Linked DNA regions of Mus musculus: region 1 is linked to region 2. Evidence: chromatin contacts called from public Micro-C data. All regions are on one chromosome and are shown on one strand. The core of a region is the stretch at or near the end of the contact, and the rest is flanking DNA. Distances in the headings are between cores, read along the strand shown. Region 1 holds the start of Insig2 (insulin induced gene 2). Region 2 has its middle 7.2 kb from the start of Gm41940.

Region 1 (3,897 bases), core at 1,161-3,660, 74 kb after region 2:
CCCATGTGACTTAATAGTGATAATGGATTCATAGCATTGCTTTTAGATAGACGAGAGGCCTAAGTAATTCTAGAGCACAAGCAAATCAAAGTTTATGTTCACCATCAAGATCATGCTCTCAGGTAAGAAGCATTTGAGAAAGTATAGAAGTGAAATATAGGAACTTAAGACCTAGCTGGAATTTAGGCTTCTTCTGTTTTTTGGGTTTTTTGTTTGTTTGTTTTTTGTCTAGGTCGTTGACCTCAAACTCAATATATAATCAAGAATGACGGTGAACTTATGATATGATTCTCCTGCCTCTACTTCCCAAGCACTAGTATATCCATCACGCACCACCACACCTGGTAAATCAAGTAACTTAACCATTTAGTTGCAAGCAAACAGGATTATTCATTTTTCAATAACTAGTGTCACATTGGTAAGTTTGCATTCTCAGATGAATCTCTCTTCTGAGACTGGGTTAGATACATTAACAAATAAAAATGTTAAATTACTACCACCACCACCCTTTTTTTAACACATGCTGTGCTCATTAGAACGGCGTTCACAAAACAGAATACGCATCAGCAGGACAAAACCGCAATTCCATGACATGCTTTAACCCTCCTTAAATAAAAGCATACAGATATGACTCTCAAAAGGTGCGTTAGAAGCTCTAGGAAGAAAAAGTGCCGTTGCTCTTCTCTCCCCACATTAAAACCCAAACACAGAAACCATTAAGCAAGCAGCAGTCACACAGCGCACTGCTTTAAACAGAAAGCACAGAAAGCTTAGTCCTTAAAAAATGTTATCTACTGCTTGGTGATAATTTTCTACACACAATAAAAACAGTGTTTTTACTGAACTGTCCTTTATCTTTTCCTTTTCAGTATCTCTATCTAAAACACAATTATCCGTTTTTAAAGCATCAAATTTCCCCGAATACAAAACGACTCATAGATTGGTCATTTCATAATAGATGCGAGCTGAATACTATGAAAACAAGTAATATCAGCGGTTACAAATCCAGAAAAAACGATGGAGGAAGAAAACATCAGTCATTGTTTTTCCCCCGCAGGTCATTAATTAACAGGGGACACCCCTTTATTCATTTTCATTCAGTAGTTCACTGTCTGGGCCAAACCCCAAAGCTAGGGGGGAAGGGGGGGCAGAGAGGAAGCCCCGCATGGAAGCCTTGGTTTTTTTTTTTTGTTTTGTTTTGTTTTGTTTTGTTTTAATCCAGAACTGGAGACTGTCTTTCATTGCTGTGGTCACTGAAACCAGCCAACATAAGTGTCCCAACAGTCAACTCAATTTGCTCTTTCTCCAAGAATTTCCTCATCAATCCTACAAAACAGTAAACACTTCGGGGTATCTATTTCACCCAACGACATAGTTCACACTACCCGTGAACAACTTTTCACTTAAGTTTTAACTCCTTTCGTGTCCCTAAACGCCATCCTCAGCAAAGCACTGTTTTCCTTTACCAGCCGGCTCATCCCCAAAGAACGACGCTAAAGCCCCACTTACTATCACCAACCGACTTCTAGGCCCTGGCAACAACTGCTTGGCAGCACCCACTGATACATACCTAAAAGGTATTCACTTCCGATTCACAATCCCTACTCTTCAACTCAGGAGTCCTCTTATTTCGGTAGATTCTAAACTTCCTACGGTTATGTACCTAATTTCCATCCATCTCCCATACAAGCCTGAGTCTTCCTCCCAGACTACAAGGCACCGAGTCCGGGCAGGTGTACACTAGACAGCTGGCCCATCTCTGTCCCCAAACAGACCTCCAGGGTCGCCCTTTCCGCTGTCCTCCAGCCTTCTTCCACTCTGACAGTCTTCCACTGTCCAGGGACCTCGGCATCCCCCAAAGCCTGTCCCTCTATGAGCCCGCTGGTTTTTCCCTAGATCTCGCTGACCTCTCTCCAGGTAAGCCGGGGACCCCTCGCCCCAGCAGGCCCCACCTGCGGGTCCTGGATCCCCCAACACCAGCTAGGAGTGTTGCCAGCCTGCGACGTTAAAACATAAACAGCTCCTCTTCCCAAAAGCCACCGCCGTCCTCGAGCCGTCCCCGGCCAAATAAGCTCACCTGAGCTCTGCCCGGAGACCCCCAGTTCACCCCCGCCTCCGCCATCTTCAGGGACCGGCCCCCGACCTACTCCCCTCCCACAGCTCCGCCTGAGCCGCACTGCGCCTGCGCCGCCCGGCGGCTTCACGCTGACGGTAGGGGCAGAGGAGCTTCCGGTTGCCTCTGCGCGCACTGCCTCCGCTCTGCGGAGACGGGGCAAAAGGACTTCCGGTGTGCCGGGCACTCCGGGCTGGAAGGAGGTGGGGACCCTGTCTGGGAGGAGGAGAGGCTGCGAAATCAGCTGTTGTTGGTGCCCTCGGGAGTCAGAGGTTCTGGATGGGCATCTGGACTCTGTGGGCGGAGTGAGGGACTCGTGCGCGCACGCACGCGCAGCCCGAGACTCCACCCTCTGCGTGGGCCGCAGTTGCCAGCCGGGTGACAGGCTCCACGGTTGTCGCCTGCAACTTCTTCCCGCCTTGGAGTGTGCCTCAGTATCCTTTCTGAATACGGATTAAAGGCAGCTCTTTGCATCAGCTCTCGAGAGACTTGGGTCAAAGACCAAGCAACACAAAACCTTATCACCTCTGTTACTGTCAAAATTTGACTTAAAGCGCTTCCTTCTTGAGACAGGGTCACACAGTGTATGTAGCCTTAGCCGGTCTGAAGCTACCCAGGTAGACCAGGCAGACCTCGAGAGCTACTTGTCTCTGCTTCCTCAGTGCTAGGATCAGAAGTGTGCGCCACCACGCCCAGCTAAGACCTTCCTTTTAGAACTGGAAACCATAATTAAGAGAATGGATAGTGTGCACGTTGGAGATGGTGCAGATGAGCTGTTGTTTTGGATGGAAAATGGTACAGAGAAGTTTTGTTTTCTTTATTCCTTGAAGATTTTAAGGACTTGAAGTTCGAGTGGGGAAGTGGAGTGCGAATCCGGGAGATGTGTCAGGGAAGTGGGGAGTAAATATAAAAATGCATTGTATGAAGTCCTTAAGGACTCTTTTTTTTTTTTTTTAAAGAAAAATTTCATACATATACAATACGTTTTGATCATTTTTCCTGCCCACCACTACATTCCTCTACAGAGTGTTTTTAAAGGCTAATAAGTGGCTTGATTACCACCTCTGGGCTGTTCACTATATCATCTTTTGGGGAGCTTAGCCAAAAATATATTATGCTTGTGGTCTGATTGCATTGGTCTTAAGGAGAGTTTTGTAGGAACTATGGGCCTAAAGTAATTGCTATAATTTAGCAAGAGAATGTCATTTGGTTAAATGCCTTTGTTTTCATTTACTTTGAACTAACAATCAGATGCATCTTTAACAGTTTCTGATCATTTTATCAACACATTTATTTCTTAAAAATAAGAGAAACTAAACTTGGACCAAAAGACTCAGCATGTAATAATATGGCTTTTCATGTATTTCTAATGGTTTTTGTCTAGCTAATCTTAAATTTAATTCCTGCAGGTTTTTATGCATAGTAATTGAAAGCCTAGGCTAATTATGCTGCACAGATGAAGAGTTTTATAAGGAAAAATAAAAATACACATGGGATAACCCATATTATCCATGATATGATATTTTTGTCAACTTGGCAGGATTGAGAATCGCTATGGGAATACCTCTGGGTGTATGTCTGAGGGATGTTTCTAGAAACATTTCAGGAAAGAAGGAAGGAAGAAGCACATGGATGTGAGCAGCCCCAATGGGGTCAAGAGCTGAATAAAAAAGAGAAAGCTCACTGAGCATCAACACTCCTCTCAGTTTCCTGTTTCTTTCCTGTCTCTTCAGTCAGTGTGACCTCACTCTCGCCTCCATGCCTTAGCTATGGTGATGGCCTGT
Region 2 (3,874 bases), core at 1,094-3,593:
ATACACACATACATACATACATACATACATACATACATACATACATAGACACACATATGCATACACACATACACACAGCAAAAGACAGTACCCCCCACATCTGCAGATTTCATAGGTACCCCCAAATTATATCTCAAATCTCTGTGGGGTTTTCATCCTTCATGACTGAGTCCAAAGAAAATGGTGAACTTTGAATGGAGACCTAAGCTTGACATTTTTCTCCTCTTTTCATCAAGCTCCCACATAGTCCTGTTTGGGAGCTTTAAGCTGCAGGAGTTTTAGAGGTTTCTTGTTTTTCTTAAAAATCTGCAAGCAATCCCCAAATCTACAAACAAGCTTTAGAAAAAGACAGAGACTGGAGGACAGCAAGAAAAACTGTTTCCGGAGCAATCCCTCTGTAAGGGAAAACCTAAAACCTCAATTACATACCGCTGAAAATATCTCAATCCTCCAAGATTACTCTTGACATAAGCCCCGCAGCAGCCGCGCTCCATGTGTGAGAGGAATTACTCTAAGGGTTTCTCCTTTCTTATTGCCCACTTATTTTTCTGAAAAGCCCTCCTCTGAAATCCCTTGTTTTACACGAATGCGAAGGTTTGCTGTGTTTTTGTCTTAAATGGATTTCAACAGGAGACATTTTTCCTGTAGGCAATGATGCAGCCAGCTCCCTGGAACTCAACTTCATCCAAGTGAGCGCAGAGAATCTACTCTCTAAAAAGCCATGTGCCAGCCAAGGAGAACTGCCTGACCCCAACAAGGCAGAAACATCATGGAAATTAAAACTGAGGGACTGAGGAGATGGCTCTGTTGGTGAAGTGCTGGCTGCACAAATACAATGATCTGAGTTTGGGCCTTAGGGCCCACATAAAACTCAGGGGAGACGTGCACGCTTGTAACCCCAGAGTTGGGGATATGCAGAAAAATGGGTTCGTGTGGCTATCTGGTTATAAAACTAGCCATATTGGAGAATTGCAGGTAAAAATGAGAAACTCTTTCTCCAAAAATTAAGGTGAAGCCTGAGAGAGAGCTCAGTGGTTAAGGCTTCTTTGTCACCAGGACTTCATGACCTGAGTTTGATCCCTGGGACTGGGACCCACAGGGTGGAAAATTTACTCAATCTCTCTCTCTCTCTCTCTCTCTCTCTCTCTCTCTCTCTCTCTCTCTCTCTCTCTCTCTCTCCTAATTACCTGTTTCACCTTGAGTTCAGGGCACTCTAACACCCAAACCCACTGCACCTGCTCTAAGTGTCCCCAGAGTCTCCAGTCTTACAGACTGACACAAATCTGTTGGGCTCTGACAGGATCCACTTGTGTTCTCTGTGGTCTTCATTCTCATCTCTATTCAAGTTTTGGTGTTAAGACAACAGCAGCAAACATTTTTTTTAATGGGCTTGAATAAAAATGAGAGACATGACCTTTGACGAATCAGATGTTTGCGCTTACATTTGGGTCATACCCTCAAAGCACGGGGACTTGAAAGATGGCTCGGTTAAGAGATCACCATGGAAACATGAACCTGGGTTCCTTCCCAGGACCCCATGTAAAATACTGGGTATGATGGCACATACTTGCAGTCCTGGTGCTGGGGAGACAGAGTTGGGCAGATCCCTGAGGCTCTCAGGCCAGCCAGCCTAGCCTACTTGGTGAGTTCTATACCAGCAAGAGACCTTACCTGAAAGGAGGTAGCTGGGGTTCTTGAAGATGACACCCAAAGTTGTTTGCTGGCTTACATACCCACACAAACACATACACACATCCTACACATGCATACCTACACATGTACACACACTCACACAAAAACACGGTGCTTGAGACCAGGTGTGGAGATACATGGTTCTAACTGATGCATGGAGGAGGAGGCTAAGGCAGGCAGAGCTCCGTGAGTTCAAGGCCCGCAGCAGGGTTACATTGTGAGGGGATGGGAAGGGTTGGAAGATGGCTCATTGTTGTGCAAGCATGAAAACCTGAGTTAGGCTCCCCAGATCCATATAAAAAGCAGGATATAGTCACACATTGGCCTGTAATCGCAGTGTTGTGGGAGGCAGAGAGGGAGCATCTGTGGGCTTGTTGCTAGCCAACCTAGTTCCAAGTTCAGTGGATGACACTATCACAAGTGATAAAGCAGGACACCCAATGCCCTCCTCTGGCCTCTACACATACATACATGTACATACACACCTCCACTACATACACACGCACACACACACAGAGGCAGAGGACATGAACCAATCAAGAAGCAGACTATGAAGATCCAATCAAATTCCATCCCTTTCACAGGTCCTAACCTCCAGCATGTTGGAGCACTTCTTCTACATGTTACAAAATTCAAAGGGGAAAATCCAGTCAGGTCTCATCCGAACGCCCCAGCTTCTTGAGCTATCCATCCATGCCATACAGGATCACCAAGCCGCCCCTGTGGCACAGTCTGCCGGACAGTCACATCCTTTAAGCATAACAGTGCTTTGCAGAAGAGTTTCACTTTGATGAAAATGTGGATCACCATATTTAATCAATCAGGCTGATTGACAACAGCAACTGTTGATTCCTGCAGCGGATGCTGCTGTTCCCTCATTCTTATTCCAGTTTCATTTCTCAATCAAAGCCATGTGTAAAAAACGTAATGTGCTGCCAAGGCAGTGTAATAAAACCTCGGCTGAAACGCACACCAGGCTCGACAGAAACTGATAACTCTGAGTGTGGGAAAAGTTAAGTTTGGAAAAATCACTTATGACAACCCGGGCGTTGGAGTTTTATGGAGAAGAGATGCATCGTCTCCCCATCTCGAGGTTGAATGGGCCAAATTCATGGGTTTGTCCTGAAATGGAAAATAATCATTGTGAAAGCAATGTTTTTCAAAAGCTGGCAGAAGCAGCTTTTTAAAACAGCCTAGAAATCATCCTTAAAATTGGCCGAGTTTGTTTGAGAGCCACGGTTGGCGTCGTGGGGTAATAAATTGGGACTTAGCAGCATTGTTTTTTATGGTGGGACACACTGCTAAAAAGATGATGTATCGCCGGCCATCACCCATAGAACCAGCAGCTTTCAAAGTTAATGATTCATAGAAGAATAAAGGTAACCTAATTATAGGAGTGCGGTGGACAGAGCCCACTTACTGTACTCAAATTCTGAATTCCTGCAGATGGTTAGCAACTGAGGGAATCACACACACACACACACACACACACACACACACTTACTTCTATAATGCTGAGTTAAATATCAGCAGTGTGACTTCCTTCAAAAGACAATAGATCTACAGCCCAGGGATCTGCAAGTGACATGGATTCCTTCTACACAGGACCATATTCAGAAATGGAATATATATATGTGTGTAGGACCATATTCAGAAATGGAATATATATATATATATGTGTGTGTGTGTGTGTGTGTGTGTGTGTGTGTGTGTGTATACACACACACACACTATATCCAATAACATAATTCCAGTTTCCTGGGAACTTTGGAACCACTAGGCCAAAGAAATAGATAGGCTAACTACAGAACCTCGCCTCTCCCTCTGCTCCTTTAAATTCAACCCCTCAGTCTTATCCCCAGCTTTGTGGCAGCCTCCCTGCTACAGCCTCCCTTCCCTGACCCACATCTCCAGTGAATCACACAGGTCTTCCACTACAAGCTTCATTGTTTTATCCCAGGCTCCAACTTCAGCAGGCGTTCCCTGGGAACCCACAGACCACTCTGGCCATGGAAGTAAGTAGGCTAACTTATCTTCTCCTCTCCCTCAATTCTTCCAAGTCTCACCCAGATCTCATCCCCAGATCTGTAGCAGAACATCTACTGTTTCCCTTTCCTCTCTGATCCCTATCTCCAATGGACAACTTAGATCTTCTCTCCCAACTGTCCTTCCCAAAACTCAT

The links. Hi-C and Micro-C count contacts between places; a contact is called where the count stands out from the background.
Region 1: a contact with region 2 is called in a Micro-C map of muscle stem cells, with 2.6 times the contacts expected there. The contact joins the promoter of Insig2 here to the enhancer-like site in region 2. A contact is called at or near these places in 2 of 39 promoter capture datasets (the 3T3-L1 cell line and macrophages), 2 of 15 datasets of contacts at CTCF or cohesin (the NIH/3T3 cell line and pro-B cells), 20 of 484 Hi-C or Micro-C datasets (the Ba/F3 cell line, the C2C12 cell line, the HPC-5 cell line and 15 more), 5 of 115 datasets of contacts at active chromatin or transcription factors (bone marrow-derived macrophages, embryonic hindbrain, embryonic limb bud and 1 more) and 4 of 9 other capture datasets (adipose tissue, liver, macrophages and 1 more).

Annotation. Positions count from the first base shown.
Region 1 is chr1:121,325,614-121,329,510 of GRCm38.p6, forward strand. It overlaps Insig2 (insulin induced gene 2), which reads right to left and starts at 2,411. Exons shown (of 6, transcript NM_133748.2): 1 at 2,078-2,411.
Region 2 is chr1:121,251,763-121,255,636 of GRCm38.p6, forward strand. No RefSeq gene overlaps it. Among named protein-coding and RNA genes, the nearest start is that of Gm41940, 7.2 kb to the left of the region's middle. Within about 2 kb of position 2,344, at least 4 of the 459 cell types and tissues checked have an H3K27ac peak or open chromatin away from gene starts, as enhancers often do. A contact at or near this core is called in muscle stem cells, where this site is marked.